Linked DNA regions of Mus musculus: region 2 is linked to region 1. A link is a contact called in public HiCAR-type data. All regions are on one chromosome and are shown on one strand. Each heading gives the region's core, a stretch centred on a gene start, on an enhancer-like site or on the middle of the called end of the contact. The rest is flanking DNA. Distances are from core to core; before and after follow the strand shown.

Region 1 (4,707 bases), core at 446-2,945:
CCACGCCTGGATACCGGTGCGCCTTTGAACGTGTGAGCATACCAGCGCCATGTGGACACGTGCGTGTGCATGTGTGTGCGTGTCTGGCCATAGAGCTTGGGTGGCCGTAACCGCGAATTTGTGTGCGGGAGCAAATGCTGGACTATCAGCGAATGACCAGTTCCCATGGCGGGAACCACCGGCAAGCGCCCGGTCTGTGGGTGGGGAAAGGGTTGAGAAAGGAGCAAAATTTGGGCTGCGAAGAAACCCTGACTTTGGAACCATTATCTTAGTGGCCCCAGGCACCTGGTCCTAACTGCATCGTCAAGAATGGAGAGCGTGCAGTCCCAGCAGTGGGCTGACTTCTGTCGAGAAGCCTCTGCGATAGTCGTCGAGCCGTGAGGGTCACCGAGCTCAGTTTGATGTGCCCTACGCATTGAGGGCAGGGGTAGAGCCTCCAAACGGGGAGCCCAGTCGAGGCCTGGGTCAGGAGGGTAAAATTGTTCTTCACTCTTCAACCCGCAACCCCTGGAGAGGCCCTGTCTAGTCCTGTCAGTCAAAATAGGCACCGAGTTCCCAAGCTGTGGGCTCAGGTCTATCTCAAAGACAATCTCGGGGCTTACCCTTGGGCCCATCTCCCGGCTCCATCACGTCTGGGTCCTGGTCGAAAGGGCCAAGGTTCTCCGATGCCCCGCCCTCCCATCAACCCCCAGGCACGCAGTTCCTGTAGTCTCTGGGCGTGGGCAATGTGCTTCCGCGGGTTCTCGAGCCCCTACCCCTGCTGGGGACAAGTCGGGAAAGGGTGCTCTGGGCGCCCGTGGGGTAGATTTTCGATTATTAAGTGATCACTTCAGGAAAGCTATGGCCCCCAGGACTGTTCCTGAGGCGGAGAGAAGCCTCTGTACTTTAGGGGAAGAGAGAGGGGTGCTGGATATTGGGCCAAATCATTGTGCCTAACACTTCCTCTAAGAGCTGGGAGGGTGGAGGGCTGGGAGATGTATCTCCCCGGATGAGTAAAAGAGAGGGTACTCCTGGAGAGGGGGAAGGGAAACAGGAGAGAACAGGGGTGTTTTCCGTCGGGGCTCAAGGTCGCGGACAGAGGACTCCAACGGGCTAGAGCGTACTGGAGGCTCCCGGTGGGCCAAGGTGGGAACGGAGGGCAGGGAGACGGGCGGGAAACGGGCGCTTTGGGGCTTCATCTTCCGGCGCCTTGAAGAAGAGCCAACGGGAGGGAGTGAGGGAGTGTGGGTCCTGACCCGACGGCTGCTCTGCTTCGGGGTTGGGCTGTGGGCTGGGACTATTCCTCCCCTAGCCTTCTCAATGATCACCAATCCCTAGAGGTTCACCTAGAGAAACCTTTTAGAGACCTGGGGTCCTTCTTCCAGAGGGGTGCCCCATCTCTGAGCTCTCCGCCCCTTCCGCACCGCGCTTGCCTTTCAAAGGGGTCTGGGGCCCTGTTCCAGCCCGACCCACCTCTGGAGACCTTCAGGGGGTCCCAGAACCCTACATCCTCATCTTGCATAGAAGCCCCCCGCCCCCGCGATTCCGCGGAGTTACTCACCCGCTGCTTCTGTCTTGCTCCGCTGGCGCCGGACAGACGGCGGAACTAGCCAGAGGCCCTGCGAGTCGGTGGGGTGGGCGACTGGGCCGGGGGCCGGGGGCGGGGACAGGGTGCCAAGGGGCGGCCCCTGCTTCGCCTGCAGCTCCCGGCGCTGTGGCTCCGACTCGCGCTCACGCTCGCACTTTTCTCCGAGCCGCGTGATGTCACAGGGAAGCAGCCAATCGTGGTGGGGACGCACCGCCCGCCCGGGGCCGGTCACCCAGCGGCGACGCGCGGGGGTCACCACCTGGAGTGTCAGGCACCCTTGATGCTCACACCCTTCCCGGGAGATGGCCCGCAACTCCGGACTCCAGCACCGAGGGCACCGCCCACAGTCGCCAGGGAGGATTAGCCTCCGGCTCTGCCCTCCGGGGGGTGGGGTGGGGGCTGTCCGCGTTGTCATGGGGACTAGGCGCCCCCTCGCGGGCTGGGGAAGAACCAGGCGGCCAAGCTTGGCTATGAGCCCCGCCTCCGCCCTAACCACGCACTCTGGACACCGAAGTGTTTTCGAACCTCTCCACGGCTTGTAGCCCCTTCGTCGTTCCGCCTGAGGTTAAATCCTGGTCTTGAGGGTTTGGCCCCAACAGGCCCCTGGTGTGCGGCGGGGCAGATCTAGCAACGTGCTTCTGTCGGGACAGAGCGCTGCCTGATAGCCGCTGGACAGCCAAAAGACTGCAGCCGTCGGGGCCTGGGGAAGAGCAGGTGAGACTGGACAGGCGAGCATCTACCCTGGCTAAAGATCTTGTCACTCTCCACGCCCGGGAAGGGACGCGCATTAGCTGTGAGACTGAAGATGGCACGAGTCTCCTATCCAGCCGCGAATGAGTTCATCGCTGCCTATGTGGGGAAGCCAGGTGCCCAAGGTCACCTGGGACAGAACAGGCCATGAAGGAAAGTCCAGTCTCCTAGACCTCCCGCAACAGTACTAGGCTAAGGCCCAAAGTAGGCAGGTTCAGCACCTCGGACAGCCCCACACGTCCTTGGTGCGAAGGCCAGTTGCTCAGATCAAGCACCCGCCAGCCAGGGTTGAATGCACCCCTTCGCGCCCGGGGTCCTGAGTACCGGTCACCCACAAAGCTTCTTGAGTGTCAACAGCCAATTAACTTTAAGCCGGCTGACTTCTTGGAAAAACCACCTGAGTCTCAGCTCTCCTCTACTCTCCTGCAAGGGCTGGTAGGGGCTCCTGGGGACAGTGGTAGTGGTAGGGATAGCTTTGTAACGACAGAGGAGTTAGGAACAGAGAATGAATGAGTGGAGACTTGAGCTAGAGTCCGTGAGAGAAGGCTCCTGGTTCAGGTTTCTCCATGCTGAAGAGAGGGACGTCAACATTGGACAAAGTTGAGGGCAGGCTAGTGTGAGAAGCCATCTTCCCTCCCATGGGCGCTTTGGTCTTCCATGATCCTCTGAAGGAAAAAATGAAGGAAGTGCTATTGTTCTTGCCCCCACTTCACAGGAGAGGAGAGGCTCAGTTGTTACCGACATCTTCCACTTTACCATATCCCCCTCCCTGGGGGCCAGGAGCAGGGTGCTCTTGGGAGAGTGAAAGTGTTGTGTGTATGGGAGAGGGCAGAATGTTAAGCCGTCAAATGAGGAGACTTGTTAAGGACAGGAGGGTCCAGAAAACAAAAACGCCTCCAACCACGGGCAAAGCCAATGCAATCTGTGAAGCCTGGGCCTTTACCTCACCCACCTACATCTCAGAGCTCACGGGTGAACTCTGGAAAGCTGAGCTGGAACTAGGGGACCCAATTTAGTCTCTCTGCTTTCTTTGTTCTAACTGGGTCTTGGAACGCTTTCTTAAGGGACTACCAGTCTTTATCCTGCTGACACCATGTGGTTGTAATGTGTAAGGGGTCCTGCAAAGGCTTACCACTAAGGAGGCTCTCCCTGGATGTGGACTTCCTAAGGAACTGGTGTGGAGACAAGGTATGACTAACCAATCAGAACGGGTAGTTAAGGCATGCTCACTTTTAGACCACTATATCACAAACCCTCTTTATATCCTGTTTGCAATCAACTAGAGAGCATGTTCGGTTTCCCCTGTGCCTTGACTTCTGTGTTGATGACAGACCCAGCTGTGTGTACCTTGGCTGTTAGTCACGTGGTCCTGATAACTGAAGTCATTACTTGAGGGGTTTTGATGGGGGTAGATCAAGCACACTTAGCACATTGTTTACACTCAAGAAATTCAGAGTCTCTCCTGTCAAACCAAGGCATACATCTGTTTGTAGTAGAATAAGCTTGGCAGTGGGTGTCCTTCCACCCATCAAATATTTTAATTCAACTTCTTTCCCTTAAAGGAAGGCAGGTCTCAAGATGCCTGTACTCTGCGAGTTGCAGTGGTTTGATTGATTTTATGGGTCTGAAAGTAAATTGAAGGAGTTCCGTAGTACACTCCTGCAAGGAAGGTCAAGGCACAGAAAAGGCAAGTGGCTTGTCCAAAGTCACACAGCTAGTGGATGTTTACTGACACAATCCACTGGCAGTACCCTACAGTGAACTGCAGATACAGTTCACAGTACCTCAGTTTGCATTACTTGCTTGGCCATTTTTGTTTTCATCTTTGTTGTGTCAGAACCTGTAATTCTCACCATCCCCACCTCCACCCAGTATCCTACCTGTGGTAGTCCAGCTGCTGGCAGTTCCTTGGATTTTCTACTATACTTTAAAGAAATATTTTTATGTATATTGGTGTTTTGAATGTTTATCTGTATGAAGGTGTTGGATCCCTTGGAACAGGAGTTAAGACAGTTGTGAGCTGTCATGTAGGTGCTGGGAATTGAACCTGGGTCCTCTGGAAGAGCAGCCAGTGTTGTTCTCTGCTGGGCCATCTCTCCAGCTCTTTATTACACCTCTTTAAAGCCCCTCTCACTTTCTTTCTTTCTTTCTTTTTTTTTTTTTCCAAGACAGGGTTTCTCTGTGTAGCCCTGGCTGTCCTGGAGCTCACTTTGTAGACCAGGCTGGCCTCGAACTCAGAAATCCACCTGCCTCTGCCTCCCAAGTGCTGGGATTAAAGGCATGTGCCACCACGCCCAGCTCCCTCCCACTTTCTTAACGGGCTTGACAAGTGAAGCAGCACATGGACAGGGCAGGGTAATGGCTCCTTCAGGGGTGCTTGCAGACAAGCC
Region 2 (4,964 bases), core at 1,244-3,743, 410 kb before region 1:
AGAGAGTTCCTGCTAACTGTGCTAATCTGTATGACTACTATGCCAGATGGCCTGCCAACTAAACCTGCAGTGACCAGATTCCTTCTAGCAAAGAGAAAAGCCATACTACTAGCAAGAAGGCCTTCAACTTAGAGCTTAGGTGCTAATAAAATCAAACCATAAGATGCCATTAACATGGAAGTCCAAGACATGAAAAGATGCCCAAGACCTAGAAAAGACTGTGCTAAAACACATAGTTTGCTTCTGTTGTTTTAAAGTTCAGTTAGCAAGTAAATAGAAAATATCTGGAGGTATGTAATAGAAAATGTTAATACTAATTAACTACTGGTAGTAAAATTAATATAATAGAAAATGCATAGGTTGTAGGGAGAGTATCTTTTATAATTTATATTTCTGTGATATTTGCATTTTTAAAATCATGGATGCTGTTTGTATAATCAGAAAAAGAAATGGAAAAAATAAGATGAAAATGTGTTTGTGTGTGTGTATATATGTTTTTTTTTAATGTATATGAGCACACTGTCACTGTCTTCATGTATACCAGAAGTGGGCACTGGATCCCACTGCTGATGGTTGTAAGCCACCATGTAGTTGCTGGGAATTCTGGAAGAATAGTCGTGCTCTTAATCGCTGGGCCATCTTTCCAGCCCCTTTTGTTTTTTAAGATAGGGTTTCTTTGTATAGTCTTGGCTGTCCTGGAATTAGCTTTGTAGACTAGACTGGCCTTGAACTCAGAGATCTACCTGTCTCTGACTCCTGAGTGCTGGGATTAAAGGTGTGTGCCACCACTGCCTGGCAAAAAGCTTTTTCTTTACTTAGCAAAAGGTAAAAGAGAAGTGATGGAAAGTGGCACTGTGCAGTCACCTTCTGAGGTGCACAGAGGCCCCACAGCACGACTAAGACTCAGCACAGCTTCAAGGACTTGTCCCTTACGCCCCTGTACTTGAGCACACGACTTTCCATATTTAAGCACCAAGGCCCGACTGCCACACAGTCTAAAAACTTCTGATTTAGTTGGTGTTAGTAATTTGTTTCAGAATAGCCCTCATAGCACTTCCTGGTGTTTGGGCAGGCTCTGCAGGAATGGTGATGAGCTGTCTTGTGTGTTTCCTAAACACAAAGTTTTATAATTCAACTCTGCTGCCTGGGAGTGTGTATGCAAGATTCTTCTGTTTAAGAAGGCCAAGGCAGCCTGTGACAACCCCACCAGGGGCCGGGCTCTCTGAATCATGGTTGGCCACCCGCTCAGGCAGAAGACTGAGACTCACCAGAGACTATTTTCTCATGGATGAGAGACCAAGTCTGAGTGATTAGAAACAGCCCAGGACACTGATGGTTTGAGACAAGCACATGATTGAAAATGTTCATAGTAACTAACTACTACAGGTAAAATTTTGTAAAATATTTCAGAAAATGCATAAGTTGGGGGAGAGAATCTTCTACAACTTATATTTCTGTGATGTCTGTATCCTTAAGTCACATGTATTATATCTATATAATCAGAAAAGGAAAAGGAAAAATAAAATGGAAATTAAAAAAAACAAAACAAAACAACTTTTTCTTTATAAAGTCAAGTGAGGTTTAGCGATGGGAAATGGGACCATGAAGCCCTGTCAAGGAGCTCAGTGCTCTACAGCTAGAGGGCAGTCCTGGCTTGCAGCCAGGGCTGGGAGCAGGTGGCAGCCATCTTGCAGCCTAAGCCTCCTGGATTCCAAATTATAGACTGCCCCAGCAGGCCAATGGCTAGTTAAAGCAACTTCTTGAAAACTGTTTTTCTCTGAAGCCTACTGTTGTCACTGCTCTTTCTCTTGACAGGAAAGAGTGACGGTTAGAAATCCCTTCTCCCCAAGGCTGCTCTTGTGCCTTCAAGGTTTTATTTTTGGAGGTAACCAGTTTTCCTCTAGTCTTACTAACTTTACTAAATTATGATAAAAATCTGAATTTAGAAAATATAAAGGTAGGGCTTCAATGTTTGAACTAAAATAAAATGTCTGCTACATGTAGTCTAGAAAGTTACAGTTTGGTTCTATGTCATCTGTGATGATCAAGGAAGTTTCTGAAATGAAATCCCTTCTCTGCTTTGTTTATTGCTCCTGAGTGACGCTCCCAGTTGGGTCTTCACTTGGACTCTCAGTGGGTAAAGTAACCATGGTATTTTCTGTTCCAGTATGGGGTGCTTCCTCCCTGAGGCAGAGGGGCCTGTCTGTGAATTTCTGCATCAAAGCCAGCAGGGGGAGCACATTTACATAAGACTCTGAAGCCTTGGGAAAACAATTCAACTTAATTCAGGAGAAAGGCTCTTTTGAATGTGAGTGAATTATCATACAATAAAGTGATAGGATGTTGATTTGGTGCTGAGATGAAGAACACTTGAGAAAGAGTATTTAGAAAGCGTCCAGCAGCTGCTGTTTCAAGGGCAAGGCTATTGCCACAGCAGGTGCAGACACACTCTGCCCTTACCTGTTTCTCCAGGCTTGGTTTGCTAAGCTGTACAGTCTGAGGTCCAGGGAGTCTGGTCCCTGGAGTAGCTATGACAATGCTGGTGAGCTGGGCCATGGGGAACGTTTTGGCTATGGTTGCAGTCTGTCCATTGACAACACGGACAGGGTGGATGGAATTCTGGGATGTGGGGAGGGTTGTGGGTGTAAACTTGGTCAGCATGACAGGCCTCTGGATAAGCTGAGGAGCTGCAAGCATGGGAGGAGGCGCTGGAGCGATAGGAATGTTATTCTGGGCCACAGGCTTGGGTCGAACCTATGAGAGAGAGAGAAAAAAAATCTGCATTACCAGAAGTAGCAAGTCTTCCAGTGTTTCCAAGCATACTGGTACCAAGTGTGGCCCATGACAGTCTTCTTGTTTGTTTGTTTGTTTGTTTGTTTGTTTTTTGAGCCAAGGTTTCTCTGTGTAGCCCTGGCTGTCCTGGAACTCACTCTGCAGACCAGGTTAGCCTTGAACTCAGAAATCCGCCTGCCTCTGCTTCCCAAGTGCTGGGATTAAAGGCGTGCGCCACAGCCGCCCGGCCAATGACAGACTTCTAAGTCTGAATGTTTAGGTTAATTTAAAATGATCCCGTGATGGCTGCTACTGATACAGCAGCAAGACCTTGTTGCTACACCTATATACATTTCTAAAGCACAAAAGCTTCATGAAATCTACCAACATATCACATTAATTAATTTTAGTTTGAAAAACATGAACTAAACCTTTGATTCTTTCCTGAAAGCCTTTCATACAGCTGTTGTGAGAAAGAAAATAGGCAGTCAGCTGGGCAGTGGTGGCACACGCCTTTAGTCCCAACACTTGGGAGGCAGAGGCAGAGGCAGAGGCAGAGGCAGATGGATTTCTGAGTTCAAGGCCAGCCTGGTCTACAGAGTGAGTTCCAGGACAGCCAGGGCTACACAGAGAAACCCTGTCTCAAAAACAAACAAACAAAAAACCAGACAGACAAAAAACAACAACAACAACAACCCCCCCCCCCAAAAAAAAACCCAAAGAAACCAGGCAGTCCATATAAAGTGCCTAGGACTAGAGGCAGAGTCTCTGAAGATCAGCTCATGACATTTTAATGTCCAGCCTGTGCTTCCTGTCCATTTCCAACCTGTTGTCTACCAGCAAAAAGAGGGAATCTCTAAGACATCCAGTTAAGTATTTGCCTGTAAACACTTCCATAGACCCCCTTGCTGCTAGGACTCAACCCACATCTCTGCACAATGGTGACGATCCACAGGCTCGCTCTTCTCCAGGACACTTTTCCAGGATCTTCTTTAAGTCTAACCTGGGTAGCCTCATGGTCTCTGCACAGCCACAGCAAATCTCCTTGGCTTTTTGAATGTACATGGTGTGTCTCCACTCAAGACATGAAAGCCTACTTGGTACTCTCAGCCTGGGACATTTAAAAAATTCCTTCTTCAAAATATATCAGACAGACTTTACTAGGGTTTTAGGTCTCACATTGAATGTAGACTATTCTAGGAAATCATGAATGTACTTTCTCAGTCCAGAATGGTCTGTGTCCCATCCACACGTTCAGTCTACCGTACTCCCCTATGGACGCTAATACCCTATAGGCAACTGTGATGCTGCTGCAGCTGTGTCTTGGAAATTAGCATATTCAGGACACAATAGCTTGGAACGTTTGCTACCAACAGTAAAGATCTATCTGATAAATAAGAGGATGGTCTTCTCTCATGCTAGTACTATATGACCCCTCACAGACAGACTCCTTTTTCTCTGTGTCTGAAAGCTATACTCTCAGAGCATAAGTGTTGGTCTTTCTATTGGATGGACTGCTTGGGGTCGAGCAGAGTCAGTCTAGTTGCTGGGTAGAAAAGCCCGATGCAGACCCCTATGCCAACTCCTGTAAGCCAGGTGTCACAAGGGCTCGTCTGGCTGTTGATTCTCCTTCTAGTCTTTTTTTTTTTTTTTTTTTTTTTTTTAAAAAGGGGCTGCTTGCCCACTCCTCCCCCCCACTTTTAAAAAAGATTTATTTATTATATATGTAAGTAGACTCACTGTAGCTGTCTTCTGACAATCCAGAAGAGGAGGTCAGATCTCATTACAGATGGTTGTAAGCCACCATGTGGTTGCTAGGAATTGAACTCAGGACCTCTGGAAGAGCAGTCAGTGCTCTTAACCTCTGAGCCATCTCTCCAGCCCTCCTTCTAGTCTTTTTAGCAAAGTTTCCCTTTGCTAAATATGGCTATATTTCCCCCAACCAAGGTAATGGTGCCACGATGCTTCCCTCCACTGGTATTATCCTGGCCGCCTTCCTTCTCTCAGGTAGTTTCACTGCCCCTTCACTGCATGGGCAAGCCCCTGAGGATATCACCACACTTCCCACGGGTGGAGTTCCCACTGCCTCACTCACCTGTGGAAGGAAGTTTGGGCGTGGAGTGAGTCTAGGAGGAGGGATAAACTGTGGTACTTTGATGGGCTGAGGAGGTGTTGCTTGAACCTGCTAAGAA

The links. HiCAR-type assays count read pairs that join an accessible place to other places.
Region 2: a contact with region 1 is called in a HiCAR-type map of embryonic stem cells, with 3 times the contacts expected there. The contact joins the enhancer-like site here to the promoter of Chrm4 in region 1. A contact is called at or near these places in 8 of 39 promoter capture datasets (the 3T3-L1 cell line, the C10 cell line, embryonic stem cells and 4 more), 1 of 15 datasets of contacts at CTCF or cohesin (large pre-B cells), 6 of 484 Hi-C or Micro-C datasets (B cells, the P5424 cell line, cerebral cortex and 1 more), 5 of 115 datasets of contacts at active chromatin or transcription factors (astrocytes, embryonic basal ganglia, embryonic stem cells and 2 more) and 4 of 9 other capture datasets (adipose tissue, embryonic stem cells, liver and 1 more).

The regions. Positions count from the first base shown.
Region 1 is chr2:91,919,177-91,923,883 of GRCm38.p6, reverse strand. It overlaps Chrm4 (cholinergic receptor, muscarinic 4), which reads right to left and starts at 1,695. Exons shown (of 2, transcript NM_007699.2): 1 at 1,541-1,695.
Region 2 is chr2:92,328,305-92,333,268 of GRCm38.p6, reverse strand. It overlaps Phf21a (PHD finger protein 21A), which reads right to left. Exons shown (of 19, transcript NM_001362829.1): 9 at 4,868-4,957; 10 at 2,461-2,754. Among named protein-coding and RNA genes, the nearest start is that of Large2, 40 kb to the left of the region's middle. Within about 2 kb of position 2,493, at least 11 of the 459 cell types and tissues checked have an H3K27ac peak or open chromatin away from gene starts, as enhancers often do. A contact at or near this core is called in B cells and embryonic stem cells, where this site is marked.